Linked DNA regions of Anas platyrhynchos: region 2 is linked to region 1. The links are chromatin contacts, called in public Hi-C maps. All regions are on one chromosome and are shown on one strand. The core of a region is the stretch at or near the end of the contact, and the rest is flanking DNA. Distances in the headings are between cores, read along the strand shown.

Region 1 (7,427 bases), core at 2,602-5,101:
CGGGGGAGCCGCAGCCCTTGGCGCCGTGTTACGCGCAGGGTGAGCTGTTACCGAGCTGCTTGCACTGAGCCCGAGATTTGAGAAAAACAAAACAAAGGGGCTGGGAAACGCTCGCATCTCGCCGACGCTCCCAAACTGGTCATGGTAACAGCAGGAGGGAGCTTTGCGAGGGGTCGGTGAGACTGGGACACGCTCAGGGTGCCCCAAATCCCCGTGGGGATCCCCCCCTGATGGTGCTGCAGGACAATTTGTGTCCCAGGAGCGGAAGCCTCCATGGCTGTGAGCATTTTGGGGGCCCGGAGCAGCCTCCCTGCAGCACGGCCAGCCGGGCAGGAGCTGGCCCTTGTGCCAGCGAGCTTTATGGCCGCAGGGGATATTGCATGGGAATGGAGCAGGGGGATTTTGGAGCACCTAAAGAAGACCAGAGGCACCTAGCCCAGCCCGGTCCCATGGCAGGCAGGTGTGTAAGCTCCCAGGTTGAGCAGAAATCCTCCCCATCCCACCGCCTGCCCCCAGACAGCTCCCTGCAGGCTCCCCGGCACCGATGGGGCTGACACCAGTCCCCCCCATTGGCACGCTGGTGATTTGGGAACCCCGGGGCTCCCCGGTTCCTGCCAGCCCCATAACGCTCCCGTTCTCTCTGCTCGTTTCTCTTCGGCTGAGCGAACGTGGATGTTTTTGAGATCTTGGAAGCAACCTGACCTGCTGGAAGCCAGCGGGCTGACGGCTCCCCGCTGTGCCGGGCTGGGTCTCCGCGTGCCGCTGCCTCCGTGGCCCGTCCCTGAGCTGTCCCCGAGCTGTCCCCGAGCTGTCCCCGAGCTGTCCCCACGCTGTCCCTGCCCAGGTGCCGGCTGTCCCAGCCCCTCTGCTCCCTGGGGACAGTTTGGAGGGGGCAGCTCCAGCCCAGGGCTCATTTCTGGCTTCCTCCGCCAGCGCTCCCGAGCGTCCTGCGTTTTTCCTCGCTTGGGTCATGTATTCCTCGCCTCTCTTTCCTGAAGACGAGGAGTGATTTACAGGGCTCCAGAAAACACAGCTCGGCTGCTTAGGAAGAGAAGAAAAAAAAAACAACAAAAAGCCAACACAAAACCACTCCGCTCGCTATTTCCATCACCGGCCTTCCCACAAAGGGGCCGGCCCCGGTGCACGGCCCTGAGCGGAGCCCGGAGCCCCCCAGCCCACGCTCCTGCTGAATTTCCGTGCGGCCGCTGCATCCTCCGTGGGCCGGGCCCTGCGTTTCGGCACGGGGGGCAACCAGCGCTGCCCAGCTCCCGGCCCCGGCCGCCTGAACGGGCCCCTTGTGCTCTCGGCCCCGAACAAGGCAGCGATTGTGTGCGCCTGCCCCAGCGCTCTGTTACGGGGTCCATCCCGGCTCCGCATCGCCACCGCGGGCTGCAGAGGAATAGGAAAATGGCTTTTCTCCCCCCCCAGGGAAAAGCTGCCAGCTCTGCCGTTTTGGTCCCCAACACCATCCTGGGGTCTCAGCCCTGTTGGGAAGGAGCAGGGCTGGGTTTAACCTCATGAAAAGGGCTCTGCCTCTCGTCCCCGCGGCTGAAAACCTGCCCGACGCCACGGAAAGGCACGGGGATAAAGCCTTGTTGTGATCCTGTTGGGTCCCGTGATATTACAAGCCAAGAGAAATGCCCTCATTATTTCCCGAATATTGAAGTCTAATAAATCCCCTACTGCCTTATAGGATTTATTTATCCGTTCATTGCTAGGAGACTCAGTCCCGTGTAATCCTATTGCTGCTCCAGGAGGCAGCTTTCCGAAGGACGGAGCCGCGTGCAGGCGACCAAATGCCTCTGGTCCCGCTGGGGACGGCTCCACGAGCCCCACGAGCGTCCCAGTGCCACCCTTCCCCAATGTCCTGGTCCCCTGGAGCCGTGCCCCGGCTTGGGTAAAGGCTGAGCTCTCCAAAACACCCCCCTGGCCTGGCCCTGCTCTTCTTGGCCCCATGCAGGTGACACCAAGATTTGGGGTCTTCCAACACCTTCCCAAGCCAGGACCCAGAGGGAAAAGCAGGAAAACCCTGTGGGCACCGCAGCAGCTTGCTCTGAGTGGAGCCACTGTGCCTGCCCCTCCGGATGCGGGGGACTCCCAGAAATGACGACGGCCACACGAAAATGTTGGAAATTTCACCGCTGAGCTTTTTCCATAGCAACTGTCACTGGGGCAACGCAGCATCCCCCCTCCCGAAATGCCCAGCCCTGTGTTCAGGTGCCTGCTGGGGTGGGCTGCACCAAAGCCATGTGCCCCCGGTCGCTCCGTTTGGGGCCGACGTCCCCCAGCTGCAGGACACGGATTTGGGGTGCTGAGCGGGGTGGGGGGAGGTTAAATACCCCCCCCCGGCCAGGCACGGTGCTGGTGCAGCTCTGCCCCTTGCCAAAACCCACCGCCGGCAGCGCGGGATGAGCTGCGGCAGCTCTGCGCAACCCCAGGGCCCCCAGAACTCCGCATTTTTCAACTTTCCTTTCAGCATTTCATTTTCTTTGAGGTGGGAGAAGCAGAAGGGAACCTGCCCGTGCCTGTGGCCCCCCGGGTGCTTCCCCAGTGGAGGCACGGGGCTTGCAGGAGCCTTTGCCAGCTCGGGGCGCTCCTCAGATGCAAGCAGCGATTTTGGCTCCGAAGCAGCAAAAATGGCCGGGATCAAATACCGGCACGGGGCCGCTTTGATCAGAGCGTTGCCACAGGGAGGGGAAATTAAAAATTCCTGCTTGCTTTTAAGCGCCCGTGCTGCGCCGCGAGCATCCTGCTCCGGGCACTGGCTGGGATGGGGCCACCATGGGCCGGGCAGCGTGTCCCCGAGGGTGACACCGAGCATCCCGGCAGGGCAGGGCGCTCACCACCCCTCGGTGCCTTCCGCAGGCAGGCTCAGCTTCGGGGAGCCGCTGCCTGGGGACGCCGAGCGCTGCGAGCTCCCGGCCCCGCTGGGAGGAAGCCGCCGACCTCCGGCTGTGGTCTGCGGGCTCGACCGCAGCCCCCGCCACTGCCTCCAGCGGGGTTATCGTGCCCAAGCCTCCAGCTGGGGTGGCATCGGGATGGGACACGGGTGGGAGAAGCCAACAGCAGCTGGCACACGCTCCATGCGCCTCGAGCTGGCCCCTCGCAGCCTGACCCCAAAGCCCAAACCCAACGGGGGAGCCCAAAACCCTATTGGGGCGTCCAAAACCCAATGGGGAGCCCCAAACCCTATGGGGGTGTCCAAAGCTCAACGGGGAGCCCAAACGCAATGGAGGAGTCCAAAACCCAACAGGGATGTCCAAAAATGAAGGGGGAGCCCAAAGCCCTATGGGGGTGTCCAAAACCCAAGGGGGGCATCCGAAACTCAACGGGGAGCCCAAAACCCTATGGGGGCATCCAAAACCCAACGGGGAGCCCAAACGCAATGGGGGTGTCCAAAACCCAAGGAGGGCACCCAAAACCCAACGGGGGAGCCCCAAACCCTATGGGGGCGTCCAAAAACCAACAGGGAGCCCAAAACCCTATGGGGGCGTCCAAAACCCAACGGGGAGCCCAAACGCAATGGGGGCATCCAAAACCCAATGGGGGATTCCAAAACCCTATTGAGGTGTCCAAAACCCAAGGGGGGCGTCCAAAACTCAACGGGGAGCCCAAGCGCAAACGGGGGCGCCCAAAACCCAAGGAGGGCACCCAAACCCCACCGGGGGAGCCCCAAACCCCAAGCGAGGACCCCGTTCCCGGTCCCCCTCCGCCTCCGCTCCCCCGCTCGCTCCCGCCCGGGCGCCGCCTCCCGCCGGTGCGGGCGCAGCCCATGGGCGGAGCGGGGCCGGCGGGGCCGCTGCTGGCAGGGCGCTGGAATGATCCCTCCGGCGGGGCCGCCGCCGCCACCACCGCCGCAGCGCCGCCCGCCCGCCCTCCGCACGCAGGCCCCGGCCCCGGCCCCGGCCTCGGCCTCGGCTTCGGCCCCGGCCCCGGCCCCGGCCCCGGTCCCGGCTCCGGGCGGCCGCCGCCGCCGCTGCTCCGCGCTCGGGCCCCGCCGCCGGCCCCGGCCCCGCCGCTTTGTGCCGCCGCAGCGCCGCGGGGAGCGGGGAAGATGAACTACCTGGTGAGAGCGGGGGCAGCACCGCCCCTCTCCCCCTGCCCCTGCCGGGTTTGGGGCGCTGGGGGGGGTCTGGGGGGGAGTGGGGGCACGGCGCAGCCCCCCCGGCCCTACCCGCGGTCGCTCGGTTTGGGTGCTGGGGGGGGATTTTGGGGCACCCCAGGGGGGTGCTGGGCCCATGTGGGGAAGGGGTGGGGGGGGGGAGCTGGTGCTCGACCCCCCCGGGGGCACATCCAGGGGGTGTCCTAGGAGCTGGGGCGGCCTCGCTCTTGGGCACAGCCTCGGACGGGGCGCGGGCAGGCGGCGGTGCCACGGGGCTGGCTGCGGGGGCTCCCCACACCCCGGGACCCGGTTCCCGTAGCCCTCAGCGGGCTCAACGCCGCGTGCCGGGGGCCAAGAAGCCCCCTGCTCTGTCCTCAGCCTCGCTTTTCCCCAAGGAGGCCACGGCAAGGAGCCCCCGAGCCCTGCCACCAGCTCCGCAGGTGCGCCCACGCCACGCTCATGGCACCCCAACATCTGCCATGGGGCCGGGCAGCACCACGGGCACCGGGGCCCAACGAGGGACGAGCCCTGGGTGCACGTCCCCGGGGGCCACGGTGCTCGCGTGCCCTCCACTCGCTCGGCAGCCGGTGGGGAATTCTCCGGCCCTGGCTGAGTCACGGCCCTGGCACTTCCTCCCCGGCGGGAAGGGGAGGGAAAGGCAGAGGAGGTCCCCGAAACCAGGACGCAGAAGGGTTCGGCCCCTTCCTAGCACCACCTCCGGGAAGGATGGGTTGAACTGGAGTGGGGAGGAAGAGGCGGCTGGCGGAGGGCGAGCGGCACGAGGGGGGACGCGGGAGAGCCTCGGGGTTCGGTCCCCGCTGTGCCAAGCACCCAAGAGGCGGTGGAGGAACCAGGGAGGCTTTGGGATCCCGGGATGACTCCCGACCTGCCGTCCTCACCCCCCCGGCGCGGGGCTGTCTTGCAGAACGTGCTGGCCAAGGCGCTGTACGACAATGTGGCCGAGTCCCCGGACGAGCTCTCCTTCCGCAAGGGCGACATCATGACGGTGCTGGAGCGCAACACGCAGGGGCTGGACGGCTGGTGGCTCTGCTCCCTCCACGGCCGCCAGGGCATCGTGCCGGGGAACCGCCTCAAGATCCTGGTGGGCATGTACGACAAGAAGCAGCAGCAGCAGCAGCAGCAGCAGCAGCAGCAAGCGGCCGGCACGGGGCAAGGACAGGCAGCGCCGCAGCCCCCGGTGCCGCAGCCCCCCCTGCCTTACCACCACCAAGGGGGCTACGTCCCGCTGTCGCCCGCCTCGCAGTACACCCCCATGCACCCTGCCTACGCGCCCCAAGGGGACAATGTCTACCTGATGCCGGTCCCTAGCAAGGGACAGCAGGGCCTCTACCCGGGCTCGGCGCCCACCGGACAGTTTCCCCCGGCCCCGGCTAAGCAGCCGCCCGCCTACCCGAAGCAGACGCCGCCCCACGCCTTCCCCAGCCCCGGGCAGGAGATTTACCAGGTGCCCCCGTCCCTGAGCCAAGCGGCGGACGCGTACCCCGTGGGCTCTGCCAGCCCCCCCCAGGATATATACCAGGTCCCTCCCTCGGTGGGCCAGGCTCAAGACATCTACCAGGTGCCCCCGTCTTTGGACAGCAGGAGCTGGGAAGGGCACAAGCCCTCGGGAAAGGTAGGATTGGGGGTCTGGATGCTGCCTCGGGTGGGGGTCGGGGGTTGTTTGGGGTCTGTTTGCACTGTGCTCTGTGGTGGCTGGTGGGCACCGGGGCTGCTGGGCTCCATGGTCAGGTTTATCTGCCCGGTGCCATCTCCTGGACCTTGTGGAGGCGTGGGCATCGTTCCCTGTGCCGGTGACAGGAGTGGGTAACCGGGGGTGCTCACTGGGGTGGGATGCCCTGGTTGCTGTGGGTTCCTGGCACGGCTCGCGGGTCCTGCTGGCCCCTTGGTGTGGGTATTATTTAGGGCACGTCCACGGAGATGTTGGGATGACCAAAGCGCTGCTTGGCGAAGCCCCTCCTGGTGCCGCGTCCAGCGCAGGGAGGTACCCGCGGTACCTGCGGTGCTGCCGAGATGTGTCCTCCCTCCTGGGAACACGCAGCACCCGGTGCCAGTGCCTCGCCGCCGTGCCAGGACGCTCCTTGTCCCGGGGAGGGCAGCGAGGCGCTTTCGGCCGTGCCGCAGTGTGGTTTCCAGGAAGGCAGCCCTGACTCAGCCGGCGTAGCGGGGCTGCCAAGCCCCGTGACTCACGGACAGGGCACTGGCTTCTCACCCCGTGGCGTGGGGCATCCTGAAAGCTCCCCCGGCCGCTCCGTGCCAGGAAGGCCGTGGTGCCACCGTGACACGGTGGCGCAGCGGGCACCGAACCCTCCGGGCGTTGGCAGATCCCGGCCTGCGGCTCGGTGCCCAAATTAATCTCCAGGTCACCGTTGCCGTTTGCACACCGCGGCCGTGCCGGCTGGGCTTTGTCTCTAGCCGAGGCTCGCTGCTATAAATAACTGGTGATCTCATCTCCGTCCCCCCGGCGTCACCGCACAGCCTGGTGGTGACAGCGGCACGCCTGGCCGGGGAGCGCCCTCCCGTGGGCACCCAGATGGGCTCTGCCGAGCTCCTCACCCAGCACCCAAACGGGCTCGGGATGATGGAGGGTGGGGGATGCCGGAGCAAGGGGACGCTCCAAACCCGGCTCTTTCCCCTCTCTCCTAGGTCCTGCTGCCCAGCCGCGTGGGGCAGGTGTACGTCTACGACTCGCCCAAGGGGGAGCAGGATGAATACGATTTTCCCCGCCACCTGCACTCCTCGGGCTCCCAGGAGATCTACGACGTGCCGCCCGTCCGCGGCGGGCTCCCCAGCCAGGTCAGCCAGGAGGTGGGTCTGCTCCTGGGGGTGGCGGGGCAGGAGCTGGAGGAGACGCTGGGGTACAACGCGGGGAAATCCCACCCGGGGATCCCCAGCTGGGTGGGCTTTGGGGCTGCCTCTGTCCTCCCCAGGGAGGAACTGTGTGTTCCTCACACCCCGTTCTGTCCCTCTGCAGGTCTACGACACCCCCCCGATGGCAGTCAAGGGTCCCAACGGGCAGGACCCGGGGCAAGAAATCTACGACGTGCCCCCCAGCGTGGAGAAGAACCTGCACCAAACCGTAAGTGCGGCAGGGAAAGCTTGGGCACCACAGGGGACGCGCGAGGCCGGGGGTGCCGCGGGGCTGTGTCGTGCACGCATCCTTCCCCGTGCTGCTGGCACGCCCGGAGCCGGTGCCTACGTGCAGCAGGGCGCAGTGAGACCCTCGGGCGAGTGCCGGGCTCTGCCTCCCTCCCACGCGCTTGGCGCTGCCGGCACGCACACGCCTGAGCGCAGCCCACGGTGCCCG
Region 2 (7,427 bases), core at 3,046-5,545, 34 kb before region 1:
CAGAGATACAAAGGGGTCAGGTCTGGGCCTCTGACGTGTCACTGTGCTTCGTGGTGAGCTTGGGAGATCGCGAGCTTCTCGGCAGCGGGGGAGCTGCCTCTCTCCCAACAATGATTTTTATTAAGTCAGTCATCTGCATTTATAGCTGAAAGACATAAGCTGGGTACGAGCTGGTCACGCAGACACAAGGCCCTTCAAATACCTACATTGTCCTCCCCATCTGCTGCAGGGCCATTCCCCGGCGTGAGTTCAGGCTGCCTTTCCCCGAGATAGGGCCTGATTCACTCCCTGCAGCTGGATTGTCACTCGTGCCTCCAGCTCGTAGCTACATCAGGGTGGCGAGAGCACAGCGTGCGGCGTGTGCGTGACTTAGCAGCTGCTGTTCCTGCGATGAATGAACAAACAGATGAGTGTAGCTTGGCTCCTGCTCTCCGTGCCACACGACGGTTTGTCCCTGCAGAGCTGGCTGGTTTTAAGTGGCGTGGGGGCGTTGTGCTGGAGAGCCTTGCTTTGGGCTGGATGAGTGTTCCTGCTTTGTTTTGGCCAGCCACAGAGGGGGTGCAGGTGGCAGCTCTGTGCCCTGCTGGCACTCAGGTCTCTCCAAACCCCTCTCGGTCCCCCCGGCGATCTCCCCGCTGCTCTGAGTGCAGGCAGGTTCGGTGGCTCACTCAGAGAGCCTTTATTAGCCTTAATTAGGTTGTCATTCAGCTTGCCAGCGCCTGATGTCACCGTGACTGTCACTTGCCCAGAATATGAGGCTGCCTGGCTTGCTCAGGGAGTGAATCTCGCCTTCCTTCAGAGCAGCCAGCCCTGCTGCTGAATATGCTGGAGGTGGTGTGGTGACACTACGGCAGAGGCGTCACCTCGGTGCGAGGAGCCCAGCAGTGCTCTAGAAGGTACAGCAGGTGATTCTGGGGCAGCCTGGCCAGCGCGTGCCCTCCATCTGGAAGCTTTCCACCTTAAAATAGTACCTGAGGGATGTCTCTGAGCCTGCCAGAAAGCATGATGCTTCCAGCCGGGAAGCTAACCAGGGTATTTTCAGGTGAGAAAACTATTGCCAGGCTTGCAGTGCTCTTTAAAACCAACTGCAGGTCCCTTATGCTAAGAAAATCACACAGGTTTGAGGTGCTGAGCTATTGTCCAAGCCTTGACTTTGCTCCCCTTGGAGCTGCAAGCCCTGGTGGGGGGAGGGACGGAGCCCAGCGTGTCCTACTGGTCCTTTACTGGTGTCCTTTGGCTACGTGCAGTACAGACGTGGGAGGATGGATGTGTTTCTCCCTTGTGCATGGAGATGGAGTCCCTGTCAGGGTCAGCATCACCAGCAGGCACCGCAATGCACATAATCAGGGATCCTGCATGTGCCTGTGGACATCCACAGTTCAGCGAGCCGATGGCAGCCTCCAGGAGCTTTGTGTCAGCTGTAATAAAACAAAAAAAGTAAATAAACCTCACCCTGCGTACAGGGGGTTGAACAGCTCGGAGCTGCTTTCCCATCTGCCTTTTCCTCCTGTACCTTGCAAGCAGCTCGCATTATTTCTGGGTGCACCCAGCCTGCCCTGTATTTATTGAATTTCCTTTCTCTAAACAGGCAGAAGCAATCCAGGAAAGCAGCGGTCACCGAGCTAAACATCCGGCGCCGCATCCCCGCGCTGCAAACCCTCGCAGCTCACTGGTGCGGGGCCGGGATGTTTGGGGCTGAAAGTGCATTTCCTCAATGTGCTTAACGGCCCCACCGGATGCGCTATAAAAAGCCGGCTCGTAAGGGACGTGGGGGTGGCTGGAGGGGACCAAGTGAAACACTTGGCTGTAATTAAAGCCAGGAATACGAAACATCCCACCCAGTTCTCGCAGCAGGCTTTGCTGGAGAGGTCAGAAGCCCTCGGTTCCCAGGGCCCTGGTGGTTTCCCAGCCTCCTGATGATTCCCATCGTGTCCTCTCGTGGCACCAAGCTCTCAGAGCACTGTGGCAGCTGGCCTGGTGTTCACAAACCTTCTTGCCAGTGTGTGTGTGTGTCTTAGGGCCTGTTTCCCATCCTTGTCACCGTTTCTGAGCATTTTGGAGGCAGCGAGAGCAGCTCCTGGCCATCAGTGTGTGACCCAACAGCTCGACGGGCAGCCCTGGTGCTCTGAGAGCTGCTTGCTGCTGCTGGTAATCCTGCTTTGCAACACCCTGCCATAGCTCAGGTAAATGAAAGCCTCCACATAGCTTACTGCAAAATGGCTGTGTGCACACACGCGTGTGTGTGTGTGACACTGGGAGGAGGGTGAGTGAGGCTGGGAGGCACCCATGGAGGTTTAGGGGGTCCTGCTCAGTCCTCGCCGCTTTTCGAAGCACAGTGACCTCACCTAGGGAATGGGGGTTCTGTGGTAATCACGAAAATGTGCAAGATGAAAGGAAAAAAGTGCTGCTGGGGGATCTTATTTGAGATCCCCCTCTAGGCAGCTGTTTCTACACGGCCTGAACGGGAGCCAGGATGAAAAAGGGAGGTTTTGCTCTGGCTTTGTTCTCGCGTTCGCTCATTACCGAAACCGCTTGTAATTAAATGTGGACTTGCTCGCTCAGCCCAGCTGTTGCTTCTCTGTCTGATCCTGCCTGGAATTACAGCGGTGGATGCGTGACCTCCTGGGCCTCTTCACGCCTTGCAGCCCGGTAGAAAGGCAGGGTGAAATCTGACTTTGAAGTGAGCAGTGCCATTCCCATGGCTTTCGGTAGGTTTGGTGCTTGGTCCATGAGGGTTTGGACCTCAGTGCAAGAGCTGGCAGCAGGAACAGTGCACGAGAGCTCTGCCCCGGAGACAAATGCTTGCCCCGAGCAAAGAGAGCAAGATAACCTCCAGCCTCTTCGCCGTGAGTGCTTTATTCTTCTAGTCTCCAACAGGGCAGCTCACGTAGGCTGGCCGTTAAATGATGTGCAAAGCTTCGGGGCTTTGCTCTTGGAAGTCATTTACTGTGCGGCGTGCTACTGTTGGAGCAGGGGGATTTTGGCAGGAAGACATCTGTGCGTGGCTCCTCTCCCAGCTCGTGTGCGGGAGGAGAAGTGGTGGCAGTCCTGGTGGGAGGAGACGGATGGGTCAGCTCCTTGTGCTGTCCTTGGAGGACCTTGAGCCTGTTTGCAGCATCTGACTCGTTAATGTAATTTGGAAGCTACGCTTCCCCTCGAGCCTGGCTGCTTCTAGAGGCTGCTTTGCATCTGAAGCTTTTCTTGCAAAAGATTCTCCTTCTGCATGACCTGGCTGGAGCTATCTGGGTCCCTTTGTGTCTAACACTGGTTCCCTGGGATCTGAAACGGGCACTGGTGAGGCAGGCACAGGCTCCTCAGGTTCTCCGAACCTCAGGTGATCTTGAGCCATTGCTGCAGCACTCGTGCCTCCGGGGAGCAGCCTCATTTCACAGCAGCCCCTGAGGCCTTTTTCCTTCAGAAAGCAGGAATTTGCATTCCAATTCCAGCTCAGCACCAACTGGTTATTTAGCGAAAACTTGCACGTTTTACATGTAGGGGCTGAACGGGGATGCAAATAAAGCCAATAATCACGACCTTCTGGGTAGCTGGAGGTGTTGTATTTTTTTAAATAGTCACTGGAGCAGCTGAATGGCTCTGTTCTTGGTAGGGATTTCAGTCAGCTTCCTCCTGCGCTTCCCGTGCTGTGCTCCAGAGAGTGCTGTTCTCTCAGACCGAGAAGTCCCAGCCCCTTGCACTGCAGCCAAACGTCTGGACGTGAGTAGTACACAGCATATTTCTCTGTGCACAACAGGATGAACCAGCCAGGGGCAATATTCGTGTGCCCTAGAGCTAGTTCCACTTATTTCCTATTCATATACTTTGGTTGTGAAAGATTAAATGTGGCAGTGGCTGCTCCAAGTGAACAATTTCTATTTAGGTCTTAAATCCTTTTTTTTTTTTTTGGTTTGATTTAATTATTCCTTGTTAGTGTCTGTCCACTGGTTCATGCAAATCCACTCAGAATCAATGCAGTAATGAGGCCGTGTGCTTTTTTTTGAGTACTTTGGCCTATTTGCAAGGTGCACTGGGATTAATTACCCCATGGGGATCAGCGTGGCAAGGTGCTTGCGTGTGCAGGGAAAGGGAAGCTTGGAAATTTGGAAAACGATGGCTGGGTCGGTGTGGAAGAGAAGGGTCCTCCTCTTCTTCCTCCTCCTCCTCCACAAACCCACGCCGATTGCCACACGCCTGTGCGTTAGGATTGCCAAACGCCCTCACCCTCTGGGATCTCGTGGAGCCAGTCCCGTACCCAATGTCCCAGACCGAAAGCGAAACGTGCACTACACATCCTCCTCGCAAATAGTTTCCCAGGAGCAGTCTGTGCTCGTTCTCAGGCAGAATGAGTCAACGCCGTCTGCCCTGGCCTCTGGTTTGCAGCAGAAATGAATGAGATTTCTAGCTCCAGCCCCTGCTGTCCTGCAGCCTTGATATGCCAGCACGTGTGCGGATGGTTTTGCTCGGGGTGATGGCATCGTGTTGGAAAAAAGTCCAGTGGTGCCCGTACGGCTCCATGCTGTGCTTCAGTCCTCAGTCTTGATGTGGCTGAGCTGAATCCCCGGGCTGGACTAACTGGGATCAGCTGTTTCTTTTTTTCCAGCCTTGCTGGAGGTTCAGCAGAAAGGAATGTCAGCTATTTGAGGACTTAGACTCCCTAAAGCATCTGTCTTATAAAATACAAACAACCCCCCACCAGAGCGGGGCCTTTGATAGTTTCCCCAATGAAAGTCGTGGGGCCGTTTTCCCTTAGGGCAGCGCAGGTTTTTATGAGGCTTATTTTCATTTGCTTTCATCTCTTAGATCGCGAGCGTTTTCTCCTTCTCCCTCTGTGAAAATGATTGAGGAAATTAACTGCTAATGGGGAACGAAGCCAGCTGTATTTGTATTCCAGGCCCCTCGCAAGGTTATGGAGGGAAGCCCCCACACCTTCCCCTGTTAGCCGCGGTCTGGCTGCAATGAGGTGAGAGGGGAAGCCTTTTTTTTAAGGTTAAAGCTTGGGATTGGAGGTGGATCCTGTTCCCAGCTGTGCCATGGCTTGGGGGGGAGCCTACCAAGCAGATTGTTTCCACTCCTGCCTTCTTTTGCTTTTATCGTGCCTCCTTGCGCATTAACCGAGCTGCACCACGTCCCTCCGGCGTCTCCCCCGTAGCAGATGCTTGTGTTGGTTACATCAGCTTGCTTTCCCACACTCCCTTTCCTCGCTTTTTCCCATGTCAACAAAAAAAAAAAGTGCAGCTGAGCCGTTCTTCATTAAAAAGGAGCCAGCGAAGTGGGGCTGGAGGGACGGTCGGTGGAGGGGAGCACCCTGCTTTTGGGCAGTGCTGCTGGTGGCTTCATTCATGGAAAATCCCATACTGGTGGCTCCATTCATGGAAAAATCAGCAGAGCAATATTTTCCAGTGGGTTTGTTAGCCAAAACTTTGATCTGCTGCTGGGTTGTCAGCCTCGTGCAGGGCTAGGCTTAGAAAACAGGCAAGCCCAGGCTGGCTCGCTGGGGATCAAGACGTGAAGTCGAGCAATTAGGATTAAATGGGAAAGTTACCGACTCAAAATGCTGGCTCTGGGCCTTAAAGGAGGTGTTGGTGCGAATGTGAGCTCTCGAAGGGAGCGATAACCCCTCCGGTTGGCAGCACTCCCTGCAACTGTTCCTCTGTTTGTTTCCAGAGTGGTCCCTGAGCGAGCGTGGCCGTGCCAGCCGGGGGGTTCCTCCTCCGGGTTCTGGTTTGGGGGCTGGCTTGCACTTCAGCTCTTGCTGTCCTGGTGTGGAGATGAGGAAGCTCCCAGATTTTCACTCCCCTCATTCCTGTCTTGCAGCCCAGAGCCTCGAGGATCTGGTGCACGGGCTGAGCAGAAAGGGCACCTTGAACAAGCTGCAGGCTGTCTGGGGCTCTCCGGAGTGCTCTAATCCGCTCTGCCAAGCCGTGGAGTGCTTCATTTCCCTATCTGCGGAGTTTCAAAGCCTTCCCGGTGTGTTGGGCTGCTGCCCGGTTGGCTTTGCCCCAGAGCCCTCGGCACTGCGCTCTGCGGAGCGAGCACAGTCCTGGGGGCACTGAGGGACCCCCTGTCTGGGTCGATTACAGGGCTGTGCTCTCTCCAGGTGCCCAAGGGCGCTGGTTCTCCCCAAGGCAGAGAGCTGAGGAACCTGATTTATTTAATGCCTGCTGGAGACCACTCATTTTTCTAGGAATCTCCAAGAAATACTCATTTTATGCCCTCTCTTTTTGGTCTTTTTGTAGCGTCTCCCACCGGTTATCAGCAAAGGTAGATAAAGGGTTCTTTGACCTGCTCCAGGCAGCAGCTTTGATGCCCTTTTGGGAGCTGCACTCCAGTGCTGTTGCTGTAAGCCCCCAGGCAGCCGGTGGACAATGCAGACGTCTGTTCATCGCCAACCCGCCCGGGCTGAGAACAATGATGGTATTTCTTGAAGTAACAAGTCCTGGGCATGTGCAGTGTTGGGCTGTAGCACGATTATTTTTTTTTCTTTAAGCTGCAGGGAGGCTCAAGAGCAGCATGCCGGGTTGGAACAACCCTGAATGCAAGCGTAGGAGAAATTTCCACCTTCCTGACGGCTGGAAAACCCAGGGAGAAAGCAAATGGCTGGTGTTCAGGTGCTGCCTGTTGTGCCTTGTGGCTGAGTAAGCCCACGGTGTGCGTCACCCCTGTGCGTGCCGTGGGGAGGTGGGTGGGCTTCCTGCTCAGCAGCAGGGAGGGGGTTAAAGCCAACCCGCAGCAGGGGCTGGCTGATTGCAGCTCGTGGCTGTCCTAAAGCCGGTGGGAATTCAGCTCAAGGCTTCGTCTCCCCCTGCCCCCTTCCTGCTGCTGGAGGCAGGCAAACCCTCCTGGCTCCCCAGGAGCTGCCGCGGCCAGCACGGCGAAGCGTTGTGGAAAAGCAGAGGCGTAAGCGAATGCAAGCTGAGATTTATTAAACTTTCTTGGGAGAGCACCGAAAGAGTCTTTTTTTTTTTTTTTTTTTCTGGTGTGGCCATGCCGTTTCCTTCCAGGACGGCTGCTACGCAGCGTGCCTGCCTCTTCAGCTGTGACCTGCAGATTGCTCCTCGCAGGAAGCCTGGCGAAGCAGCTGGTGTGCACGATAGCCCTGACTCCCCCGGGACGGGTACGCGGGGACGTCCTTGGCTTGGCCATGCCCTCTGGATGACGCACGGCAAGTCGCTTAGGCCAGAACCCACGGAGGTGTTTAGGCTCTTAGTCCTGTCCCTCACTTAAATCCAAGGAGGGTTCAGGAGGTTTTTTTGTGTATTTTGCCCCCGGATTTGTGACATTTAAAGTGCTGCCGTGCCAATACACGTGTGAATTCCCAGAGGTGGAAGCTCCTTTGTGCAGCACCTGGCACGCTGCTCTGTGCCGGGCCACAACAACTCCTGCAGCATCCACCCCGCTGCCAGGGCCTCCATCCTGCCCTGTAACACACA

What was found. A called contact is a pair of places that touch in the nucleus more often than the background predicts.
Region 2: a Hi-C map of F5 follicle shows a contact between it and region 1, with 2.3 times the contacts expected there. The contact joins the enhancer-like site here to the promoter of BCAR1 in region 1. A contact is called at or near these places in 5 of 8 Hi-C or Micro-C datasets (F5 follicle, skeletal muscle, small yellow follicle and 1 more).

The regions. Positions count from the first base shown.
Region 1 is chr12:13,018,499-13,025,925 of IASCAAS_PekinDuck_T2T, reverse strand. BCAR1 (BCAR1 scaffold protein, Cas family member) reads left to right here and starts at 3,851. Exons shown (of 7, transcript XM_072043902.1): 1 at 3,851-4,066; 2 at 5,028-5,735; 3 at 6,767-6,916; 4 at 7,095-7,199. The coding sequence starts at 4,055.
Region 2 is chr12:13,052,654-13,060,080 of IASCAAS_PekinDuck_T2T, reverse strand. All of the region lies in intron 5 of CFDP1 (craniofacial development protein 1), which reads left to right. Among named protein-coding and RNA genes, the nearest start is that of CFDP1, 20 kb to the left of the region's middle. Within about 2 kb of position 4,295, at least 7 of the 8 cell types and tissues checked have an H3K27ac peak or open chromatin away from gene starts, as enhancers often do. A contact at or near this core is called in F5 follicle and subcutaneous adipose tissue, where this site is marked.